Regions from separate parts of the Sus scrofa genome. Here all the other regions are linked to region 1. Evidence: chromatin contacts called from public Hi-C and promoter capture Hi-C data. All regions are on one chromosome and are shown on one strand. The core of a region is the stretch at or near the end of the contact, and the rest is flanking DNA. Distances in the headings are between cores, read along the strand shown.

What was found. Promoter capture Hi-C pulls out the DNA fragments that hold promoters and counts their contacts. A called contact is a pair of places that touch in the nucleus more often than the background predicts.
Region 2: a promoter capture Hi-C map of liver shows a contact between it and region 1, with 4 times the contacts expected there. The contact joins the promoter of BRK1 here to the promoter of RAD18 in region 1. A contact is called at or near these places in 1 of 5 promoter capture datasets (liver) and 2 of 47 Hi-C or Micro-C datasets (heart right ventricle and skeletal muscle).
Region 3: a contact with region 1 is called in a Hi-C map of heart right ventricle, with 4 times the contacts expected there. The contact joins the promoter of VHL here to the promoter of RAD18 in region 1. A contact is called at or near these places in 1 of 5 promoter capture datasets (fetal liver) and 1 of 47 Hi-C or Micro-C datasets (heart right ventricle).
Region 4: a contact with region 1 is called in a promoter capture Hi-C map of liver, with 4 times the contacts expected there. The contact joins the promoter of MTMR14 here to the promoter of RAD18 in region 1. A contact is called at or near these places in 2 of 5 promoter capture datasets (fetal skeletal muscle and liver) and 1 of 47 Hi-C or Micro-C datasets (embryonic fibroblasts).

What each region holds. Positions count from the first base shown.
Region 1 is chr13:65,355,342-65,361,518 of Sscrofa11.1, forward strand. It overlaps RAD18 (RAD18, E3 ubiquitin protein ligase), which reads right to left and starts at 3,801. Exons shown (of 14, transcript NM_001142833.1): 1 at 3,672-3,801; 2 at 2,112-2,193. The coding sequence starts at 3,722.
Region 2 is chr13:66,311,238-66,317,643 of Sscrofa11.1, forward strand. It overlaps BRK1 (protein BRICK1), which reads left to right and starts at 4,201. Exons shown (of 3, transcript XM_003132361.5): 1 at 4,201-4,478. The coding sequence starts at 4,277. FANCD2OS (FANCD2 opposite strand protein) reads right to left here and starts at 1,728. Exons shown (of 2, transcript XM_021069317.1): 1 at 1,356-1,728. The coding sequence starts at 1,413.
Region 3 is chr13:66,332,210-66,338,939 of Sscrofa11.1, forward strand. It overlaps VHL (von Hippel-Lindau disease tumor suppressor), which reads left to right and starts at 2,326. Exons shown (of 3, transcript XM_003483214.4): 1 at 2,326-2,679; 2 at 5,526-5,648. The coding sequence starts at 2,382.
Region 4 is chr13:65,946,094-65,951,995 of Sscrofa11.1, forward strand. It overlaps MTMR14 (myotubularin-related protein 14), which reads left to right and starts at 2,427. Exons shown (of 18, transcript XM_013981948.2): 1 at 2,427-2,733; 2 at 4,699-4,847. The coding sequence starts at 2,578.

The DNA.
Region 1 (6,177 bases), core at 2,551-5,050:
TGTTGCTGTGGCTGTGACAAAGGCAGGTGGCTATAGCTCCGATTTGACTTCTAGCCTGGGAACCTCCATATGCCATGAGTGTGGCCCTAAAAAGCCAAAAAATAAAATAAAAATAAAATTTATATGGAAATGCATATAAAGTGCAAAGATCCTAAAAGAACCAAAACTTTGATAAAGAAAAACCAAAATTTTGATAAAGAAAAAAAATGCTAGAGTAGTTGCTATGCCTGAGTTCAAGATTTACTAGAAGGCCACAGTAATTAAGATAGCTTGGTGTTGGCATAAGGATAGAAACAATGATCAATGGAATAGAAAAGAACCCAGAAACAGATGCACATCTAATTCCCTGGGGCCATATTGACTGAGATAGGGAGAATTCTATCAGGTGATAGAAATGTTCAGTATCTAAACTATAGTGGTTACATGCTATAAACATTTATCAAAATTTATTGATACTTGCACACTTTCCAGCGCACTTAAAATGGATGCACTGTATTATATGTAAATTAAGCCTAAATAAAGACAATTTTAACACATATTTAGAATCTCCCAAATTTATCTTAGCTACTAATATGAATCTAGCTTAGAAGGAAACTAACATTTATTTACTAAAGGCCTATAATGTGCCAGACACTGGACTTTGCATATTAAATTCTCACAACCATCTTCTAAGGCAGAAACTTCTTACCAAAGTTTCAAATTTGAAGACATGCTAGGATTTGCAATTTCATCCACCTAGTAAGTGGGAAGGGAAGAGTCAAGCCCGAATGTATCCCTAATGCCTGTGTTGCTGCCACCACTATCCTCTTATTGTCTTCTTGATAGAAAATTTTCACCAAAGCTACGACTATTCACAAAACCTTTTTTTTTTTTTTTTTTTTTTTGGCGCCACACATGTGGCATATGCAAGTTCCCACAGTAGGGGTCAAATCGAGCTACAGCTGCCAGCCACAGCAACGCAGGATCCGAGCCGTGTCTGTGACCTACACCACAGCTCATGGCAATGCTGGATCTCTAACCCACTGAGCAAGGCCAGGGATCGAACCCGCATCCTCATGGATACTAGTCAGATTTGTTTCCACTGCACCACAAAGAGAACTCCCACAAAACCATTTTTTAAGCCTAATTTTTTTTTTTAAACTTTCCAAGGTAAGACAAAAAAAAAAAAAAAAAAAGGAGTTCCCGTCGTGGCGCAGTGGTTAACGAATCCGACTAGGAACCATGAGGTTGTGGGTTCGGTCCCTGCCCTTGCTCAGTGGGTTAACGATCCGGCGTTACCGTGAGCTGTGGTGTAGGTTGCAGACGAGGCTCGGATCCTGCATTGCTGTGGCTCTGGCGTAGGCCGGTGGCTACAGCTCCGATTCGACCCCTAACCTAGGAATCTCCATATGCCGCGGGAGCGGCCCAAGAAATAGCAACAACAACAACAACAACAAAAAAAGACAAAAAAAAAAAAAAAAAAAAAACTTTCCAAGGTAAATCAACTGGAAAATAGATAATAAGGGAGATCCCAAGCCTAGATAATTCATAAACTGGAGGGCAGATCCTGAACAATGACAGGTGCACTCCTATGCACTACATATGTCAAGCTACAGTATAACAATATTTACATACTAGCCTCATAGAGAGAAGTATAGACTCAATATATGATTCTTTCCAGCATCACAGAGCAAGTTAAGTGATAATTCTGTCTGTAATACTCTTCAGTGGAAGAACTCTCCCACTGGGATTTTTTTTTAAACTTTAAATTCCATGCCAAGGACTACTTGGTTGAACCACCTATCTCTTATCCTGTTAAAAACAAAAATTCTGAAATTTAACATCTAGAAGTGTTGGATAAATAAACATACATAGTGATCAAAACCATTACTCTTGTAAATGTTACAAAGGGCATAAAAGCATTCAAGAGGGAAGTGGTAGAAAAACATCAGAGCCCATACAAAATATTTACTATTCAAGAGGGAGGTCATGGAAAAGACCTGAAAACTTCAAGACAGAGAAGCTAAATAAAAGTGAGAAATAAGTATGTGTACTAATTTTTGGTGTTAAATGAACACTACATTACATAAAAATCACACTTTTACTACCTCACAGAAGGAGTACATACTTACAGTTATGTGAACACTGAGGAATCATCATTGCAATGTTGAAATATTCAAAGCAAATTCCACACCGCAGCAAATCATCTACTGGCTGAAATGCAAAAATACGTATATGCCTATCAGAAAGCCACCAAGATTGGAACATCTGCCATAGATCTTTCTCCATCCCCTAAAAAAAAAAACTAATAATATTTCTTCATGCTAATAATAAAGATTTATTAATTTAATGCTTACCACATGCTAGATACCTTCAATCAACTAGCAAGTCATTTTTGAGCACCATTGTGTTTAGGCACAGTGAATAAGCCAGACAGCATCCCAATTCACACACATTTAATCAGCCTTATAAACTATTTATTTCTATTTCCAGTTTATAGATGAGGCAACTGAGGCTCAGAGAGGTTAGGTAACTGAATCAGGGTCACAGTTAAATATGAAGCAGAGAGCAAATTTAATCCAGAACCACTGGAACTCAAATCTGTGTTCTTCTCCACTGCACCACTGCGTCTTGGTGCCAAAGCCACCACAACTTTAAAACCACAGCTTTCCTAGATCCTTCCATGATGTCAGCTTTTCACCATAGGGCTATCTCAAGTCCCCAAGCAATAGAGATGACACTGGTGGCAGCAGGTAGAACATGGCCTTATACCTCCTTTAACCTCCCCCACGTTCCTTCACTTAATCCCTAGAGTCAGCCTTATGAGTCAGTGGAACAGACACCACAATCCTCAAATTTACCAAACTAAGGAACAGAAGAAGGTGATCCTGCTCACAATCGCAAAGAGAAACACAGAACAAGGAGAAAAACCAAGCAACTGATTGTAGCTAGCACAGCATAGTGTATTTGCTCTTAACCAAACATAGGAGAATCCAGAACTCACCACTATGGTAAATGGAAACTGGAATGCCTCGCCAAAAACAAAGTAGCCGCAAAAATCAGTGTTCTTTCAGTAAAATACTGCAATGAGATCAAAGGCTAGTGCTGGGCCCCAGTCCTGATTTCTTTGTTTAAAAGAGAGAGATGCACAACTATTAGGAGTCAGGACACATCAGAGAGGAATTAAGACAAATTAGCACTAGGCTTCTTGAAGGTAACTGGAAGAAATTAAAGAGAAATGTAAAGGAGACTACCTGCCTTGCTAAGCGATCAAGAGTTATCTGATGCAGGATTCACCCCAAATCACATACGGTGTCAGATTCTCAACTAAAGAACTGGGAGAGTTTACATAATGCATGGCACGTAGTAAGCCCTAAGAATTAGGTGTCACTGTTGTTTCCATTGTTTGGAGTAACTGCTTCCCTCCAGTTCTCTGTTACTGTTGTGGCTGACTCGGAGAATGATCGGTTCCATACGAAGGCCAACCTTGGATCACCATAATGGACCAAGGCTTATCCCCGGCACCTCCCAGGGGAGGAAACTGAAGTCCAAAGCCAAGCGGTTGGCAAGTGGCAGCGAAGAGCCAGGTACCCTGGCCCAGCTCGCCACTGGCGCCTCATCCTTTCTCCTCCTTAAGCCGGGGCTGGCCTCCTGCGGACGCCGGGCGCCCCCAACCCCCCCGAAACACTCACCTTCATGACTGCCAGCCCCGGAGGCCACCGTTGTTCGACCAAGGAGTCCATGGTCTCCCCTAAAAAAGCGGGGGGTATCCGCTACCCACTGGTCTCCAGTGCCCCACTGCCACTCGAAATTCCCCGCGCTACTGAGGTACGTCAGCATTTCGCGACGCGCCTGACACGCGAGCGGTGCCTGTTGGGAGTTGTAGTACGTGGGCGGAGCGCAGCCAAAGGTGCTCTCATTGCGCACGCGCGGGGTTTCCTCTTCGCCTCTCCACGACATCCGGTTTTGTACAGACACTTAATAAATAAATGCCTGTTGAATGTTGGGAAAAGATAGCCTGGCATCAAACGAAATCCAGGCCTTGCTAAACATTTCAAAGTCTAGGCTCACGCCCCCTCTTTCCAGTCACCTTCTCTGATTGCTATGACGATCTGTCCCTGCTGTGAGCCAGGGTTTTCAAATCCATTATTTCATCTCACCGCATCACAATACTAAGAGGTAAACATTATCGTTAGCTTTCACAAAAGTTCGCTTTGGCCCCCAAAAGTGAATAGTTTCCTTGAGTCACACGGTGTCTTTGACCAGACTACAAATAGGGCCTCTGGACTTTAAATAAGAGCTCTTTCATCAACTAGGATGGTTAACTATCTTAACTTTGGAGTGTAGCCTTCCAGGTAGTTCCTGTGCAGATACATAATTACAGTTTTTTTCCACGAATATTATTGTGGTAAATCATACTTTTGTCAATTTGAATTTTTCGGTTAACTTAGATTCCTCCTGAAACGGCTCCGTTTTATGGATTTATCTCATTCTTTTTAATAGCTACATTGTCCATCATACAGATTACTGAAATTTATGTATCCACTCCCATACTGAGGACACTTTACATTATTTCCAGTTTTTCGATATTGCAAAGAGTTGAAGTGAACATACTTACTATCTATGAAAATCTTGGCATATTTGAGCCAGAATATCTAGGGGATTTCTAGTAGATGGAATTACTAGGTTAATTTGTGTGCTGTTTTATCACTGTTATAGCTAGACTTTTCCAAAAAGGCTGTACCAGTATATTTAAACACTCACCAATCGAGTATGAGTGTCCATTACCCAAACATGAAGCACTGATCAGCACACTATCCAGTCTGTCTGTTCAACTCAGCACTGATCCCCTGCCTGATGTGGGCCTCCATCACATTAGGTTTCATGGGCAGCAAATCAGCACAGTTACATTGTTCAGGGAAGACCTCTGCGGCTTGTCACTGGCACCCCCACATAGTCCATGTACTCACTCCTTCAACAAATCTTTTTTTTTTTTTAAGTACTTACCATTGACCAGTCAGAGCTTCCCTGTAAAGTAGGCAGAAGTGAGATTGTTATTGCCATTTTACAGATGAAGACATGGAGGCTCAGAGAGGTTAATGCTTCACTCTTTCAGACTCTCTTCATAAGGAACTTCTGACCCATGAGGCAGAGATGTTTTCAATTGATTTTTCCTAACCTGTGCCCAAATCTCATTGGACAATAATAATATTAACGGCATTTGGACACAGAACTTTAACATCCATTACAGTAATAGCTGACACTTATTAGACCTTTGTATGCAGAGCACTGTTCTAGATTTTTTTTTCACATGTAGAATTATTTCAGACTCACTCCAACCAAATGAGAAAAGGGAAATAAACATAACTGGCTTAAGTATGGAAGTGGAACTAGTTAAGTGCAGGAGGAAGGATTTGACTTGGGCAATCTGGCTTAAGAATCCATTTTAACCAGAGTATTCTCATAACTACTTCATCATGAGAAATCATCTCATTTTCTAGATGTAGGAACTGAATCTCAGAGATGCAAAAGGACTCATTCAAGAACACACAGCTCGTCAGTGGCAAAGACCAGTTCTGAATCTAAAACTTTTAACTCCAAACCAGAAGGGATTATCCATTGACACTTTATCAAGGAATAACTGAGCAGAGAACGCTTCAGGGCAGAGATCTGAGGACCCCAGAATGCTGGACCTAGTGAGGCTCCAATAGGAAGGTGGGGGAATGGCAGGTTAAGGATGCAGTGGGTTTGTATCAACCAATCAGAAAAGGGCATGCAAATGAATTCCAGGCTGCCTTGGATGTGTAGCCTGGTTCTGGATGCAGGCAGAATGCGGTAGGCTTAGGAAGACAAAGGAAATGAGACCAAGACCAGATCCCAGGCCTGAGCACACACACAGTAATCATTCTTTTATGGTACTAGTTGGTAACAAGTTTGAAGGTGGTAAAGCGCCAGAGAGGTAAGAGAAGGAAAAGGAGATGAGGAAAGAGAAAAGTAATGGGGAAGGAAGAGAAGCGAGAAAAGACGGGGAAAGAAATGCTCACTTCCTATCCAGCTATGAAGACAGGCTTGGAAGCAGGCATCACTTGTTGGACCTGGGGCCCAAATTCATGGCCCATTTCTGGAGAGCCTCCAGGGTAGTACCCTGTGCTATTGTTCTCTGAGTTCCTGCCACCCAGTGCTTGGTGAGGCTGAATG
Region 2 (6,406 bases), core at 2,951-5,450, 960 kb after region 1:
ACTGAATTTAGGAGAAGCTTACATTTTTTTGAGCACCTACCTATTATGTTAAGGGGTATAGCAGATCCCTTTTCTTTCTAGCCAAGTGAATTTCTCTCCCCCTTCTCTCTTCTCCCACAAAGGTCTGATCCTATCCCACCCACTAATTGCCTAGGGCTGGGAAAAGATGACACTTCCACCATATTTTGTGAGGTCGTAAAATGTTCGCTTTGTTTTTGTTTTGTTTTTTTTTTTTTTTTTGCTTTTTAGGGCCACACCCGAGGTATATGGAGGTTCCCAGGCTAGGGGTCTAATCAGAGCTGCAGCCACAGCCACATGCCAGATCTGAGCTGTGTCTGTGATCTACACACCACAGCTCACGGCAACGCTGGATCCTTAACCCGCTAAGCAAAGTCAGGGATCAAACTTGAAACCTCATGGTTCCTAGTCAGATTCATTTCTGCTGTGCCACAACAGGAACTCTGTAAAGTTTGTTTTTTAAAGAGTATTATTGGTGGTGTTTCAAACCAGAAGACCTCCCCCTGACCATGGCTGGTATAAAGGAGACTTGTTGATTTCCTCCAACTGGTATGTTTCTCCTGATCTGTTTAGGCCCATGTACACACTTTCTTCAAATATCTCCAGCTGCCTTTGGATGAGAAATTGACATCAGAGGGATAGTTACATATTCCAAACAGCCTATGAAAGGCTTCTAATGCTTGTTATTATGACCCTAAACTCAGGACTGCTCTGGTACACCACCAAGGCACAGTGGAGGAGGGTGTTAACTCCTCTGAGTATGTGATCATAATCCCAGGAGCCTTTCCTCCTTTGTCTCTTAAGAGGCAACAGGGCAGGGGGACAAGGCTTTATCAAATGTCCAGCCTAAATACTCAGCAGAACCAACATGGGATGAGAGAGGGCTTCTGACCCCAGGTCTTTCTACCACTTTGTCACAAGGTTCAAATAAGGATATTTCACACCCCCACTCCCACCTTCCAGAAGTCACCATCATCCACTCCAGGAGGGGTTGAACCTAGGAAGTCTGTTCAAGCAGCTCTAGTAGCTCCCAAATGGGGAACACCTGGTTCTGGCTAAAAAGTCTTCCCCTTGGTACCAGTCCCCCTCCGAGGACCCGCATCCTGATTTCCCCATCTGGGAAAGTGGAAGACAGCGTCTTAAGTACCCCTGAGGTTCTTGTGAACTGTGAACTGCGATCCCAAGGGGCTGGAGCTACCCTGAGTGGGGAAGGCTTCCCCTTCCGGCCAGGAGAGTGGGCTGTCCCCGGGGGTCCCTACCCGGGGGCGGGGACAGAGGGCTAGCGGAGGTGGTGGTGAGAGCCCAGGCCGGTCCCACCATCCGGGCCAGGGGCTCACCTGCTGAACTCCGAGGGCCACACGCTCCAGAGTGGCGGCCGCTGTTTCCAGGCCGCATCTTTTCTCCACCGGGCGCCTGGCAACCGCCTTTGTGACCCGGAAAGCACGCGGTGGGTGGGGGTGGGGTGGGGGACTCGAGGAGCCCCGCTGGGAGCCCCCACCTCCCTGGAACACTTGGCCCGGGCCTTAGCCTTCAGCAGTGCCAGTTGGACCCCCACCCCCTCTCTTCCCCTTTGGCAGTTGATCTGTGCCTTTGATTTGGCAGAAGAGGGCCTACTCCAAAGACTGGCCTGGAATCTACATGTGTTCCTGGAGCTATAGTTAGTGTCAAAAAGTAAGCTCCAGGAGTTCCCCTGGCGGCCTAGCAGTTAAGGATTTGGTGGTGTCACTGCTAGGGTGCAGGTTCTTATCCCTGGCTCAGGAACTTCCGCATGCCCTGAGCACCACCAAAAAAAAAAAAAAGAGGGGGAGTAAGTTCTAGTCTTTAAACCCTGCTCTGGGGGTTCAGGCTGACTTGCGCAGAGTTCCAAAGTCTTTTGCTGCTGCACTGGAAAGATCCAGGCACTAGGAGACAGTTTATAAATGCTAACCTGTCAAGAGCAAGAAGAAAGATTCATGTCTCTCCCTGACTTCCTGGCCAAAAACTTTGCTCTGCTTCCTGTTAAATCTCAAAAAGAACAAATTAACTAATGGCCCACCTGCCCTTAGCTTACAAACCCAGAAATTGCCCTGGTGCTTTATGAGCAGTCACCTTTTTGTCTGGCTCTTTGGATGAAGCCAAGGGGAGGAGACTGGGAGCCTGGGGATGTGGTGTCAGGATAAGATTCTAGTTTGGAAGATCTGATAGTCTGGAGGGACTTGTCAAGAATTGTCAGGTGTCCACTGTGTGCATGTGCCTGTGGAAGGAGAGATCAGTGGAGAGAGTGGGAGGCTGAGGCAGAAAAATGGAGAGGGGCAGAGACTGATGAGTCTTGGAAAAGACTAAAATGATTTTGAACTACTGGTTTTTTCCCTAGTAAGTTTATTTAATTAATTTATTTATTTACTTATTTAGTCTTTTTAGCACAGCATATGGAAGTTCCCAGGCTAGGGGTCGATTCAGAGCTGCAGCTGCCGGCCTACACCACATCCACAGCAATGCAGGATCCAAGCTGTGTCTGAGACCTACACCACAGCTCATGGCAATGCTGGATATTTCACCCACTGAGCGAGGACAGGAATCAAACCTGTATCCTTATGGATACTAGTCGGGTTTGTTACTGCTGAGCCACAATGGGAACTCCTTTATTTTCTCTTGAATCAGAGACAAAAGTTTTTATTGTGCAGTTGAGTTTTTTTTAATGAAAGTCTGCAAAGCAAAATTATATGATTAAAAATTGTTAGACAATGGTTCATCATGCTGTACAGTAGAAAAAATGACAGAACTCTGTAAACCAGCTATAATGGAAAAAATATCATTATATAAAATAAAGACAGTTCCCATCGTGGCGCAGTGGTTAACGAATCCGACTAGGAACCATGAGGTTGCGGCTTCGGTTCTTGGCCTCGCTCAGTGGGTTAACAATCCGGTGTTGCTGTGAGCTGTGGTGTAGGTTGCAGACGCCGCTCGGATCCCATGTTGCTGTGGCACTGGCGTAGGCTGGCAGCTACAGCTCGGATTCGACCGCTAGCCTCGTGAACCTCCATATGCCGTGGGAGCGACCCAAGAAATGGCAGAAAGACTAAATAAATAAAGACAAAATATTTTTTAAAATTGTTAAAAAAGAAAAAGAAAAAGGAATTCCCATCGTGGCACATTAGAAACGAATCCGACTAGGAACCATGAAGTTTCGGGTTAGATCCCTGGCCTTGCTCACCGGGTCAAGGATCCATTGTTGCCGTGAGCTGTGGTGTAGGTTTGCAGACGCTGCTTTGATCTGGCATTGCTGTGGCATAGGCTGGCAGCTACAGCTCTGATTAGACCCCCTAGTCTGGAAACCTCCATATGCCAGGGGTGCGGGCTCCCCCACCAAAAAAAAAGAAAAGAAAAAATTTTGTATTTTGTTTTCTTCTTCACTTTAGCATGTGTGTTCTGTTGCCATAATTGACATTTAAATGACCTCATAATATTGCTCTAAGTGACTATACTGATATTTAGCCATTCCCCAACAGTTGAGATTTGTTTTTTTAAATGAATGATGCCTTTAAGAACATTGTGCTCAAAGTGTTTTCTCTTTTCCAATGAGCTCTTCTTTTTTGTCTTTTTTGGGCCGCATCCCAAGGCATGTGGACTTCCCAGGCTAGGGGTCGAATCAAAGCTGTAAGCTGCCAGCCTGGACCACAGCCATCAGATCAAAGACTCTGCAGCTCTATCTAACCCACTGAGCTAGTGCCAGGGATGGAATCCACGTCATGGATACTAGTCATGTTCCTTACGGCTGAGCCACAACGGGAACTCCACCAATGACTTTATTAAATTTCCTTCTGAATAGATCTTGCCAGCTTACAGTATGACCAGCTATTTACTAATTTTCCCATTTCCCTTCAGCCAGCCTCTTCATCTCTAAGTATTATAGTTTAAAAAAATAACCTTTTGTTCATTTGATAAATGCAAGGTGGGCATCATGTGTTGTTAAAAGGCATTTTTGAAATGACTTGTGTTTTCTGTGGTTTAATTGGCATTGCCCAGCTTATTGTGGTCAGAGATCTCAGTTTGGAGCGCCTGAAGTTAGGGTTGATGCGGGCTCACGCGCCCCCTAACGACCAAAACTGCCAGTGACTGAGGGGGGACGGGGGGGGCTCTGAGTGCGTGCGCACTCCATTCTCCAAGCCGGTTTTGCGGCCACCGTTTTCCGGGGTGTGGGAGAAGAGCGAAGACGCTGGCGGGGACTTGACAATGCGCAGGCGCATCACGAAGCCTGTGGATTTGTGGCCAACCGAGCATGGGCGTGGGCTGGCTGCGTCGGCGCACTGGAGGCCTGGAGGGTCGAGGCGCGTGCGCAGTCGCGCTTCCTTCAGCTGCAGCCATGGCAGGCCAAGAGGATCCCGTGCAGCGGGAGATTCACCAGGATTGGGCGAACCGGGAGTACATTGAAGTCATCACCAGCAGCATCAAGAAAATCGCAGACTTTCTCAACTCGTTTGGTCAGCGGGCGAGCAGGGGGAGGCAGGGAGGAGGGGGGCCCGCCTAGGGAGGGCGCTGAGAAGCTTTGACGCGGGTTCTGGGAGCCGTGGGCTCCTGCTGGTGTTTGCTTCCGCCTTCAGGCCGCACTTTTCCCCTCTCGCTCTGACCCCCGGCCTCCACTGATCATTCCCTGTGGGGTTATCCTGCCCCACGCTGAGCTCATCGGCTTCATTGCCTTCCCCCCGCATCCAGTAACAAGTCCGTTCCTTTCCCGGACGTGTCAGACAGCCCCATCCATCGCCTGAATCTTTCCTTCTCTTCAGGCGTCTCCCTTCTTTTGTGCTTCGTTTCAGTCGTCACTTGGTGCTCAGAGAGCGCTGTCCAGAAGCCCTTTAGCGTCGAGCCTGTTAGTCGCCCCTCCTGTCGGTCCTTTCCTGTCTCGGCGTGTGCTGTGCAGAGTGGTAGATGAGAGCGGAGGAGGGCCCACATCGCGTCCGGCCAGGGACATCTCTGCATCGCTAGTATCTAGACCACAGTGGGTGTTGTCTGCTTCTAGCAAAATCTTTCCTTGGCATGACCTGTCCGTGACAGTCTTAAAGTTCCTTCCGCGTTGTTTCCTATCCTTGTGCTACACCCTGCAGCAGAGACTCCTGACTCTTGTTCTCCGAGTGTTACTTTGAAAGAACCGGGCACTGGGTAAACTTTTTATGTCATCACAAGGTGTGGGGATGACATCTAGTGATCTTTTTCCAGTTGTGCTTCTGGCCCACTAATTCAGCAACATTAAGCGATTAAGTAGGGGAAACTGATAAATTTAAAAAGACTTAAAAAGGAATTATTTTCTTGCTAAGAGAAGTCCAAAGGAGTGTATAAAGGTGACAGCAAGAGATTTGTCCAAAAGCATCAGCAAGACAAACTAGATCTGAGTACAAGGCTCTTTCTCAGTCTCTGTGGGGAAGACAGAATAAGAACCATTTCCTACAATTAAGTGATTTCTATTTTGAAGATGAAATAATGACATCAGAGCAAAGCAGAACATTGTTTCTGATTTAATATATTTACATATAGGAATTCCCCTTGTTGCTCGGCAGTAACAAACCTGACTAGTATCCATGAGGACCTGTGTTTGATTCTTGGCCACACTCAGTAATTTAAAGATCTGTGTTGCAGGAGCTGTAGTGTAGGGTGCAGAGGTGGCTGGGATTCTGCATTCCTCTGGCTGTGGTGTAGGCCAGCAGCTACAGCTCCGATTCAACCCCTAGCCTTGGAACTTCCATATGCCTTGGGTTTGGCCCTGAAAAGACAAATATATACATGGTCTTTTACATTTGTATGTAAATACACATTATTTATTTATAATAAGCTTATAAAATATATAAATATATATACTTGCATACAAATGTGTAGGACTATAACCTTTTTAAAAAATGTTTAAAATTCTTATAGCCATACCCATGGCATATGGAAATTTCTGGGCCAGGGATTGAATTCAAGCCACAGCTGCAGCAACAACAGATCTTTTAACCCAGTGCCCTGGGCTGGAGATTGAACCCACACCTCTGCAGTGACCAGAGCCACTACAGTCGGATTCTTAACCCACTGCACCACTGCAGGACCTCTAGAACTATAATCTTGATATGTTTTGGGATGGTGGAGTCCTCATTCAGGGACTGGGGGAAAGGTTGTATTAGTGAGCAGTAAGAATAGTATAAATTATATGCCAGTGATACATATTCATACATATTACTTGCTATAGAAGTTGTGATAGGAATGGTAGTTAAGAAATTATAGATCTCTGGGAGTTCCCATCATGGCTCAGTGGTAATGAACCTGACTAGTATCCATGAGGACTCTCACTGATTCCTGGCCTTGCTCAGTGGTTTAAGGATCTGGCGTTGCAATGAGCTGTGATGTAGGTCTTAGATGCAGCTCGGGTCCCTTGTTGCTG
Region 3 (6,730 bases), core at 1,076-3,575, 980 kb after region 1:
GGGCTCTGTTAGGTATAGTGCTGGTCTATGGTCATAAATATGTGTCCCTTCTTGGCTTGGGCCATCAGGTGGGTTTTCAGTAAGTGGTAGGCCTGTAAGAGTCCTGGGCTTGGAGGCAGTGAGTATAAAATCAATGAGAAACAGATTTCCTGCTGTGGCCCAGCGGGTTTCAAACCTGACTAGTATCCATGAGGATATGGGTTCAATCCCTGGCCTCACTCATTGGGTTAAGGATCTGGCGTTACCATGAGCCGTGGTGTAGGTCGTAGACACGGCTCGAATCTGGCATTGCTCTGGATGTGGTGTAGGCCTCAGCTACAGCTCCGAATCAACCCCTAGCCTGGGAACTTCCATATGACACAGGTGTGGCTCTAAAAAGAAAAAAAAAAATCAATGAGAAACAAACTGGGTTGGGGAATCAGTGCCTACTGTGGGGTCTGCCCAGTCTCCTCATGGGCCTTGGCCCTGATCTGACACACAGGCTGGGTATTTGTACGATGGGAATTGGGAAGGCAAAACTCAGTTTTTATTCAAAGTACATCTCAGCCATTAACCCCTCTGGGGAAGATCTACCTAATTCTTTTCAGCTCAGCTAGTCACCTTCCACCTGTTCTTTTATAGCTATTAATAAAACATGTTCTACATCTATACTTCAATAAAAAAATTAAAAACAATCTACATGTCCTATACTTTCCCAGGAGCCCAGCAGATTTTGAGGGTAGAGACAGTACTTTACTCCTCTTTATGAATAGTAACTGCCACTTTTTGCTGCTTGCTTTGGGCTAGGCATTGAATACTTCCACTTAGTTCATACTTATAGGACATAGGTACTTCTTAAAAATGCCAATTTCAAATATGAATAATTAAAGTCTCAGAGAATTAAGGAGTTTTGCCCAAGATTGAAGTAAGAGTTTTAAGTAAGGGACACCCCCCACACACACCCCTGCCTTTTCACCTATGCTGGCCTCATACCATCCTTCTTGTAATTCTGTAGCAACTTCATGCCCTATGTCCAAGCTAGCAGCCCTGCTAATAGTGAGTGATCCAAGCATTGCTTATCAGTTTTGCTTCTGCAACCTTGCTTGCTCAGTTTCTTAGGCAGGAACACTGTCTGCTAGGGGAAAGGGGAGGTCCCTGGCTGCTTACATGGAAAGAACAAGACGCTGTATTGTATAAAAGCTGCTGAGACCAAAGACCTGGTGCTCAGACTCTGGAGCCTGAGCTCCTCTGAGCCTGCACAGGGGCTGAATAAACCCTTCTTTTGTCTGCATCTCCAAGTGCCCTTTGTCTCCTTCCGCTGCCAGGGTTTCTGCAATAAGATCACATACTTGAAGCTAAACCTGGAATGAGAACCCAGGTGGGTACGAATTACAGAGTGCAGAGACTGAACTATGAAAATGATTCCCTTTTCAGTTTCCTTTAATCTTTCTAATTATGTCCAGAAAAAAATTGACTTAACAACTAAACACTCAGTATCTAACATCTAACGCCTGGCTGTTTAAGAAGAGTGCAGGCTCAGCGCCTTTACGTTTGTTTAATAGATAAAACCCGGTAACTTGTTTTGAGATTAGTTCCACTGTACCCTTCTATAGTAAATGAATTTCCATTGACTGTAGTGATATTAAATTCCTTTTTGAAGTTCCCACTGTGACCTAACAGGATTGGCAGCATCTCTGAAGCGCCAGGACACAGGTTTGTGGGTTAAAGGATCCAGCGTCGCTGCACCCGCAGTATAGGTCGCAATTGCAGCTCAGATCTGATCTCTGGCCCAGGAACTGCATGCCCAGGTGGCGAAAAAAAAAAAAAAAAAAAATTCCTAAACATGTTTAATTGCTTGCGTATGTGTAGAACAACTTGGAAGGGAAGAACAAAAAAACTGATGATATTTGTTGCCTCCAGGGACCTCTAGGCGGCTGGGGGAAGTGGGATGATAGCTAAATTTTCACTTTATTCTACTTTTCTGTGCAAAATTCGAATTTTGTGACCCAAAATGGAGACAAAAGAGAAAAATGATCAATGAGAAAATTATTAAACAGCGCAGATGTTGGGCAGGATATAACAAAAACCACGAAGGTCTTAAGAGAATGAATGGAGCTAAAGAACGCTGTGCCAAAAACGTATGGGTCGCACATGAATCCAACTTATACGGGAAACCGGGCATCCGGATAGCCAGTGATAGCCTCGGCCTCAGCAAGGTCTCGGCCCCTGCTTAGAGGATGCACCTGCGCATGCGCGCAGCCTCAAACCAGCCATCTTAGGGGGTGTAGCCCACCCTCTCCATCGAGCGCGCGCGAAAACAGCGCGCAGGCCCGGGGACGCGCACGCACGCCCCGCCCCCGCCCCGCCCGGCGAGGCCCGGGTAGTCCAGGCTGTCCGACGTAATGCCCCGGAAGGCTGGGAAGGCGGGGAACGCGGAAGAGGCCCGGGCCGGCGCGGAGGAGGCGGGCGCCGAGTCTGGCACGGAAGAGTCTGACTCCAAAGAGCTGGGCGCCAAGGAGATGGAGGCCGGGCGGTCCCGGCCTGTGCTGCGCTCGGTGAATTCGCGGGAGCCGTCCCAGGTCATCTTCTGCAACCGCAGCCCGCGCGTCGTGCTGCCCGTGTGGCTCAACTTCGACGGCGAGCCGCAGCCCTACCCGACGCTCCCCCCCGGCACGGGCCGCCGCATCCACAGTTACCGAGGTAGGTTGGCCGGGGTCGTCCTGTCGCGCCGGGCCGCGCCGCCGCTTTGTCCCCGTGGGCAGCGAGCGCCTGCCGTCGCCCGTGCTGAGCTGCGCCCAGTGCTCCAGGCCTGATAACAACGGCAACCAACGGTGGCACGTCTCACCGAGTCCCCTCCCGATCCGGGAAGGCAGATGCTATTGTCGTTAGTATTCCCATTTTACCCTTGAGTAACTGAGGCCCCAGAGAGGTTGACGCTGCCAGTACGTGACAGCCCATTGTTCTAAAACTGAATAATTTGCATTTGATGATGGCCACATGTGTATTCCATCCCTGACGCCCATTTGTTCTGTATGTGAAGGGGAGAATCTCATATCCTCTGATGTGCCCAGTGGGCCAGCTCCGCCTCAGATCCCTGCGTTCATGAAGTACATGGTCCAGTGCAGTAGACGAGACAAATGCATAAATAGATAAGAACTAGCCAGTGTCCTAAGTGTTGTGGTTGGAGCAGAGTTCGGCGGGGCACCAGCTCAGAGAAAGGGAGGGGTGTGCGCTTTCGGAGAAGAAAGAGAATTCTGCAGGGTTTGAATGGGATCTAACCAACCGGGTTAGGAGGTGAGAGTAATAGGCAGAGTGAACCTACCACCTGGGGTCTTGGGGAGAGGAGAGGGTATGGAATGGTGGGAGAGGAAGCCTGAAAGTTTACTTTATCCCTGAGAAATGGGGCCATTGAAAGTTTTAAGCAGGGAATGGCGTTGCCAGACATAACACTGAAAAGCTTACCAGGTGGCAAAGTGGTTTGGAGGGGAAAGACTACTGGTAAAGGTTAAGAAACTGTCCTAGTAACCCAGGTGGGGGATATCTAGGCTTTACTGCCCAAGGAGGCAGTCATCTTCCTTGGCTTTCAAGAAGAGAAGTTAATACTTGCTTAATTTTCACTACCTTCCTTGCAAGATTTTTTTTTTTTTTTTTTTTTTTGGTCTTTTTAGGGTCGCACCCGAGGCATATGGAGGTTCTCAGGCTGGGGGTCCAATTGGAGCTGTAGCCACCTGCCTGCACCACACCCACAGCAATTCGGGATCTGAGCTGCCTCTGCAACCTACACCACAGGTCCCGGCAACACTGGATTCTTAACCCACTGAGCGAGGCCAGGGATCGAACCTGCAACCTCGTGGTTCCCAGTCGGATTCATTAACCACTGCACCACAACCGGGAACTCCAGGTCTGATTTGTTTCTGCTGAGCCACTACGGGAACTCCCCTTGCAGGATCTCCATGGATCTTTTTTTCCTTGAGGGTGGTGTACTTAGTAATGCTCTTTAAACTTTTACATCAAAGTTCCCTTAATATCAAATGAGGAAGAGCACAGTTGTGCCAGGCATCAACATTTCTGTAGTCTCCTATTTTTTCTAGGAAATTTTGTGGATTTTGCATCCTTCTCCAAAATTTATTTGTTCCTGATTTAATATAAACATTTCAAAAAAATTACTTCCCGTGCAGACGTACTTAATGTTACTAAACTATACACTTAAGATGGTTAAAATAGTTTTATATTATGTGTATTTTAGTTCAATAAAAAAAATAACTTCCCACTTTACATTTCTTAAATTTTCCCACCAAATCTTCAAGCAAGTTTGTGCCCTAGAAACACATACTGTTTTTATTCTGAGACAAACTCCTCCCTCCTTAAACTGACTCTTAGTCCTGGGGATTTGTCTCCTTTCACTCTCCTTTTTTTTTTGTCTTGTTAGGGCTGCACCCAAGCAAATGGAGGTTCCCAGGCTAGGGGGTCAAATCAGGGCTATAGCTGCCAGCCTACACCACAGCCACAGCAATGCAGGATCTGAACCGTATCTGGGACCTAAACCACAGCTCATGGCAACACCAGATCCTTAACCCAGGGATCGAATCTGCATCCTCATGGATACTGGTTGGGTTTGTTAACCACTCAGCCATGATGGGAACAACTCCTTTTTTTTTTTTTTTTTTTGTTTAAGATGTATTTGTTTTGGGAGTTCCCATTGTGGCTCAGCGGTAATGAACCTGACTAGTATCCATGAAGATGTGGGTTCGATCCCTGGCCCTGTTCAGTGGGTTAAGGATCTGGTGTTGCCATGAGCTGTGGTGTAGGTCGCAGACACAGCTTTGATCCTGAGTTGCTGTGGCATAGGCTGGCAGTTGCAGCTCTGATTTGACCCCTAGCCTGGAACTTCCATATGCCGCTGCAGCCCTTAAAAAAAAAAAAAAGATATATTTGTTTTGTTTCTTAAATTCAGGTGTAATTTACATATAGTAAAATACACAGATCTTAGGGTTTGATGGGTTTTGACAACACCTAGATCAAGTTACAGAATAGAATCTTTCCACCATCCCAGAAAGTTCCCTCCTGCCCCTTTACACTCTTCTGATTTTTCACACCATTGACTAGTTTGATCTCTTCCTGCAGAATGTGTCCTATTCTGTCTGGCTTTTTTCTCTCAACCTCATGTTTTTGTACCTTCCTGTTCTTGAGAAGCACAGATCTGAGGAGTTGATGACCTTTTCTCTGCTTTTAGTTTGCGGCATTGGTGTGATTTGCAGTTCACAGGCTGTGCTTTTGCCCCATGGTAGCAGAAAGGGTGCGGGTTTTGGAGACTTAAGTATTTGATCTTCTGCTTACTGTCCTTTTGTCTTGAGGGAGTCACCTTGCTTTCTCAGACCTTTTTTCCTCATCTGTAACTGGGTCTGTTGTGAGGATTGAGTAAGATAACATTATTGGAAGGGCTAGGTATAGAATTTAAGCAGAACGAGAGGCAAATATTTCAGTGTTAATCTGGGGGAGATGAAGGAAATAGGTGCGTGGCTATATAACCTCGCTTGTCTTAACAGGTCACCTTTGGCTCTTCCGAGATGCTGGGACATCCGATGGGCTTCTAGTTAACCAAACTGAACTATTTGTGCCATCTCTCAATGTTGATGGACAGCCGATTTTTGCCAATATCACACTACCAGGTACTGATGTTCCATCTTACTTTTTATTTTTTAGTTGCACCCATGGCATGGATCAAACCTGTGCCTCAGCAGCAACCCAAGCTGCTCAGTGAAAGTGCCAGATTCTTAATCCGCTCTATGACTAGGGAATTCCTATAGAATTTACTCTTTAACGGTATTCTCCAAGGCAAAAATTCCTACATTTAACTTCCATTGCTCACTTTTGTATACCCATAGCCTTGAAACACATATTAGTTTGAACCTTACAAAGCTGCAGGTATTTGGGTTTTTTCTTTTTCTTTTTTTTTTTTTTTTTTTGGCTGCACCTGTGGCATACAGAAATTGCTGGGCCAGGAATCAAACCCACATCACAGCAGCCACAACAGTGACAACGCTGAATCCTTAACCCCTTGAGCCACCAGGGAACTCCAGTAATTTGTTTTTTTTTTTTTTAACCCAAAAGATCATCCTTTTTTTGTTCGTTCATTTGCTTGTCTTTTTAGGGCCTCACCGGCATATGGAAGTTCCCAGGCTAGGGGTCATATCAGAGCTGCAGCTGCCAGCCTACACCACCGCCCAGCAATGCCAGATCCGAGTCGAATCTGCAGCCTACACCACAGCTCATGGCAATGTTGGATCCTTAACCCACTGAGCAAGGCCAGGGATTGAATCTGCGTTTTCATGGATGCTGGTTGAGTTTGTTACCACCCATCCACAGTGGGAACTCCAATGATGATTTTTCTTTAACTTCTGGTTGGCACTTGGAGCTCGACTGGGTTAAATTTCATTAAAGGATAGGAATGAAATTGGTGCAGTGAGTTAAGGATTCAGTGTTGTCACTGCAGCGGCTCAGGTTGCTGCTGTGGCATGGGTTTGATCTCTGTCCTGGAAACTTCCACATGCTTCAGGTGTGGCTGAACAAAAATAAATTATTATTATTATTATTTAAAAAATATTTCTGCTCTGGCACAGTGATTTAAGGATCCAGCATTGACACAGCTGTGGCATAGGCCCAGGAACTTCTGTATACTGTGGGTGCAACCAGAAAAAAAGATACAATGCTAAAAGTCATAAATAAACCACAATATCTCATTTTCTCACCT
Region 4 (5,902 bases), core at 1,177-3,676, 590 kb after region 1:
TCCTTGGTAGGTTAAGGATCCGGTGTTGCTATGGCTGTAGTGTAGGTCGGCAGTTGCAGCTCTGATTCAACCCCTAGCCTAGGAACTCCCATTTGCCACAGATGAGGCCCTAAAAAAAAAAAGTGATGATTAACTTTAGGTTACATTTCCATGGATATATTATAACAAACATAAGTGTTTCAGAAACTATATAAAAGTTCTAAAAATCTGATATGTTTTATTGTAATGTCATCAGTCATGATTCCAGTTAACATCTTTAAAATGTTGGGTGTCACAGAAATAACCAAATTTCCTTGTCAATTTGATCATAATGAATTCTCATCAGATCTCCAACCGTGAGCATTTTAAAATCTTTTGTCATTTACTGACAATTATTGTCTTATTTGATTCTTTTGCAAAAATGAGATTCCCAGAAAGGAGCCCCTTGACCACTAACACCACTGCCAAATTACAAGGTGTCAAAACTTGGGTACACATTTTGAAAAAGGCTCCACCTGTCTGGTTCTATGTAAACACAAGGACCTCAAAATCAAATTGACTAGAAAGAGAAGTAGCGGACACTGAGGTGCAACCGCTTCCTCCCAAGAAATCAGGTTAAGAACATTTCCTTCCATTCCTCCTTCCTTCTCTGACCATCCTTGTCCCAATTCTTACATTGTGAAGGTCTTTATGATTCTTTTCTCCATCTTTTGCCTTGCTCTGGCCTGGGAAGATAACTGTTCACATATCTCTGCCCATTTCAAAGGAGGATAAATTAACTGTTGGCTTTGCTTTAATGCTGGTGATCCTATAGTTCTTTCTACCAATCAAAAACTTCTCCCTGATTTCCACTGCCTCAATTTCTCTGGAACAAGTTCCGTAGATAAATACTTTTAGTAAATAGTTACACAAAATACATGAACACACTGACTGGCTTAAGGGAATGTCTCTAGTTTTCTTGCTGATTTGAAACATAGGGACATTGGCTCAGGAGTACTCTCCAAATCACGGACGTTGTTTTGTTGCTAGTAATTATTATTGTCAGCCTAATAAGCTGGGTTCTCTCAAAAATTTTAAATGTGTATGGGCAGCCATTGACCAGCCAACAGATGGTCTCTCTCTGAAGTGCAATGACAAAAGTGAAAGAAAGAATGGAACCAGCTCCAAGAATACAAGCCTGACATCACTTTTTGTGAATACTACACTGAGATCAGAAGAGGCAGTGGTGACTGAGGGTCATGTTAATACTGAATACTGATTTCTTTTCTTTTTTTAAAGGTTTTATTGAATTATAGTTGATTTACAATGTTGTGAACATTTCTGCTGTACAGTAAAATGAATACCGATTTTTTTCCCCAAACTTCTTGGATGATCAATAGGATGATAAAAGGGGGAACTGCTGAAATATATTTCTAGACCAAAGATGGTGCCACTCCTGCCCAGGCTGCCATGGCAACATACCAAAACTTAGATAACTTTTGTAAATCTTCTGCTTGACCAGTAACATACTATATCTAGTCAGCCAATCCCCAAACGCCAAGCCAACTGTAGGCTCTATACTTACTTCCTTGCTCTTTAATCATTTTTTATTTTTCACTTCCTTATTCTTTATCCTACAAAAGTTTCCTGCCTCCAGCTCCATTTTGCAGTTCTTTGGCCCCTTGAGGACAAACACTGGAGGCTTCATGAAGTATTAGTTTCTTTAACACCTAAATTGTCTTTCTTAATTATTTTTCTAACAATACTAATCTATTAGAGATAAATCACTGACGTATTCTCAGGTTAAACAATGAGATGCGCTTTGAAATAATTCTACTAGATGAGGAAAGGATGATTAAACAACAGGGTGGTATATGCTGATTATTGTTGAAACCAGCTAATGGATACATGGGGGTTCATTATACTATTCTCTCCTTTTCCGTGAGTGTTGGAAATATTGCACTAGATAAAAAGAACAGTAATATGGGCCTTTTTCATCATATAATTTCAAGCCAGTCATTCCCACCAACCCCCGCGTTTCTTCTTCAATAAAATGGATTGGCCATTGCAGCACTGTATTCGTAGGGACATTTTGAGGAGCAGTGAAAGCAAAGTGCCTTAGAAAATGCTGTTTTCTTACTTACTAGGGTTGCCAACACTAATTAGTTGCCTCCAACAGTTCCCTCCTCCTCTCCTTGTAATGGTTCATTCCACTGTTCCGCTAGTCTTTCCCGTGGTGGTTCCTTCCTCTCAGTTACCACGCTATTTCCCCCCCCCCAGCCCCAATGGTTTAGTCCGGCTTCCCCGGGGGAAACCCCGTGGGGAGGAGCACGAGGTTTCTGCGAGTGGCCGCGGTCCGCTCCCTGGAGACCACTTGGAAAGCTCCGCGTCAGGGGGTGGGCCGATAATCTTGAGGCGGGGCGCTAATCTCGGGCTCCGATTGGCCAGAACTGGAGTAAACATCCGGCAGGGTGGGGCGGGGCCGGAAGTGGAAAGGCAAGGCGGCGGCTGAGGCGGCTCGGGAGGTTCCGGACCGGAGTAGGTTCCTCCCGCTGCTATGGGCTGTCCTGATCGGTGGTGAGGGGGCCTCTGGCGCTAAAGGGGACACGGGACTGGGCCATGGCCGGCGCTCGGGCCGCCGCCGCTGCCTCGGCGGGGTCTTCGGCTTCTTCGGGCAACCCGCAGCCGCAGGAGCCGGGGCTCGGGGAGCTGCTGGAGGAGTTCTCCCGGACTCAGTATCGGGCCAAGGATTTTAGCGGGACGGGAGGCTCTAAGGTGAGTCGGAGGCACGGTGAGCAGCAGAGGGTCCCTGGCTTGGGAAGCTACTGAGGAGAGACAGGTCAGAGAAAGGAGGGAGAGAGGGAGATTGCCAGGATCTGGACCTGTAGAGCAAGGGTCGGGTTTAAAAACCGAAAAGGAGGAGCTGGGATCAGAATGAGCCAAGGAAGGACGACGTTTTGGTTTGAGACAAGGGATTTGGAGGCTAGGGATCCGAACTGAGGGGCCATTCAGAGATTAGAGAGGAGGAGCTGAGGAGGGTTGTTCCCCTGCATAAGATACTAGCACAGAAGCCTCCAAGTCTAGAATTAAAAATCTAGAGGATTTCTGCAGCTCCGTGGAGGGGTGGGGCAGAATGAAGTCAAGAGTTAAACTGGAGTGTGTTGATTCTTTATACAGTCTCAGAGTGACTTTAGAATTAGGACCATCCCTTTCCTTTCCCTTTGTGCATGAAGGGAGCCCACACTCCTCTGTTCCTTTATGAAAAACAAGTCTTGGTTCCTCTTTTTTTTCTGCCTTTGAGATTCTTTTCAGTCTCCTTATGGCCAGACCTGGAAGGCTTCCAGTCTGATCAGGCCATTCCCATCCTAGGGAATCTTGCTGACCCTGCCATCTTTCATTCCCCACGTGGTTTTGGAGGGGTTAGCATCAGGTTTTCTAATGGGATTCTTTTTCATCCTGGGTCTTGAAACTCTGGTTTGGCTCCAGGGGTTACCTATAATGGGACACACAGCAGTTGGCATCTGCTAGTCTCTAGAGTAACCCAGGGAAGGCTTCAGTAACAATGAGTTTCCTCCACTGTCCAGATGACTATTTCTCAGCTCTTAGCCTGAGGACTACCCACTTCAGCATCATCTGGGGTGCTTGTTGGTTTTTGTTTGTTTTTTGTCGTTTCTAGGGCTGCACCCGTGGCATATGGAGGTTCCCAGGCTAGGAGTCTAATTGGAGACGGCCTACGCAGCAGCCATAGCAACGCCAGATCCGAGCTGCATATACAACCTACACCACAGCTCATGGCAACATCGGATCCTAGATCCGCTGAGTGAGACCAGGGATCGAACCCGCAACCTCATGGCTCCTAGTTGGATTCGTTAACCACTGAGCCACGACAGGAACTCCTGGGGTGCTTGATAAAAAAGTTTCTTTGGTCCTATCCAGTCCTACTGAGTTAGAATTTCTGAGAGTGGTAACTTGGAATTTGTATTTTTTTAAATAGGCTTGTTAATGATATGAACCTTGAAATTTGAGGATTGCTAGTTTAAGCCACTGAGTTTTTCCTTCCCCATTGGTCTTTTGGATGGGTAGAGGGTCAGTGGTTTTGCTGGGCCCCCCTTCCGTTGTAAACACCCCTGAAGATTAGGGTTGTAAAGAGTTACACCTGACTCTCACTCTAGCTGGCCTTAAATTTATGATCTCTTGCAGGCTTCTTGGGATGTTACAGGTCTTATGTCTTTCTTCTAATGGGCCTTTCCCTGAGATGAGCAAAACCACAGCAATTTTAAGGGTGCTGTTTCTTCTATTTCATAAGCAAATTGTGTGTAAGGAGACAGCTTTGTCTGCAGCTTTTACTCATTATGCTAACTTGAGCTTCTAGGTACTGGTCTTTGGCTGGAGAATGAAGGAGAATTTCGGGGCAAAGGAAGATAATGGATTAGTGCTACTTAAAGTAACCTAGGCAGGAGTTCTTAATATTTCATGGATTGTGGACCCCTTTAAGAATCTGTAATCCTCTCTTCAAATGCTACAAGATTTTCCTGAAGCATTGAGGGAAAGAGTCTGTCCTAAAGCCTACCATATATGGGTTCATGAACTACACATTTAGGGCCTGTGGTCCAGCAATGTGTCTCTTCCCAGCATTGAATTATCATCACAGAGGCACATGGCATTCCCAGTGACCTCTCCAGTGATTCAACCTCAGAACCCCAGAATCTTCTTTATGCTCAGGTCTCCTCCTCTGTGCAGGTTGAGCGCATTGAGAAGAGGTGTCTGGAGCTGTTTGGCCGAGACTACTGTTACAGCGTGATCCAGAATGTGAATGGGGATATCTGCGGCCACTACCCCCAGCACATCGTGTTCCTGGAGTATGAGAGTTCTGAGAAGGAAAAAGACACGTGAGCATCTTGTAACCAAAGCTGCCTGGCTGGGGAGACCTCAGCAGCTTATCCCCAGGGTCAGGAACCCTCAGCTGGGCAGGGCAGGCTCACTTTTCCCAGGTGTTAACCCTTATTGCCATCTTTGTTTGTTTCAGGGGTTGCCATCTTAGATGGGCAGAGTAGCATAGCATAGGAGGAGGGGTTCGGAATCATAGCCCTGGATTCTTATTTTACTCTACCCTCTAGATCATTGTCCTAAGGCAGCTGATTTCACACCTCAGCCCTCTGAACCTCAGAGTCCTTTTTTAAGAGAGTGTGAGTGGTCCCAGTAATCCAGTATATTAAAAAAAAAAAAAAAAAAAAAAAAGGAGTTCCCATTGTGACTCAGAGGTTAAGATACCCAACTAGCATCCATGAGGATGTGGGGTTGATCCCTGGCCTCACTTGGTGGGTCAAGGATCCAGTATTGCCATGAGCTGTGATATACGTTGCAGACGAGGCTTGGATCCAGTGTTGCTGTGGCTCCGGCGTAGCTGGCGGCTACAGCTCCAATTGGACCTCTAGCCTGGGAATCTCCATATGCTGCAAGTGCGGCCGTAAAAAAACAAAAAGACAAAAAAAAAAAAAAAGAGTGAGTGAGAGGTATGCTTTGTCAACACGATTACGCACACTTACCATGTGTAGCGCTTAGGATCCCAAGGTCTGGGGTCAGACTGCTTCACTGTACATGCTGCCTGCCCCACTTGCTGGCTGGGTAACTAACTTGGAAAAGTTTCTTCTTTGTCTGTTAGTTTTCTCATCCGCAAGTCTGACTCTATTTAGAAAAGCAGCTACTGTAGTCCCTGCTGATAAATGGGGCTATTCCAAGCCTGACATGTTTGCTATAAGAATGAAAAGTAAGAGATACCATATATTGAGGGCCTACAAAGGCCCAAGTGCTGTCTTCATGGTAATAGTTCACAGCAGAGCAGACAGAGATCACTGGCACAGGATGCAGCCCATAGGCGGTCAGTAAAGGGTAACGCTTGATTGACACAGCCCTGAGGCTGTAGGAAGTGCTTTATATTGCTCTC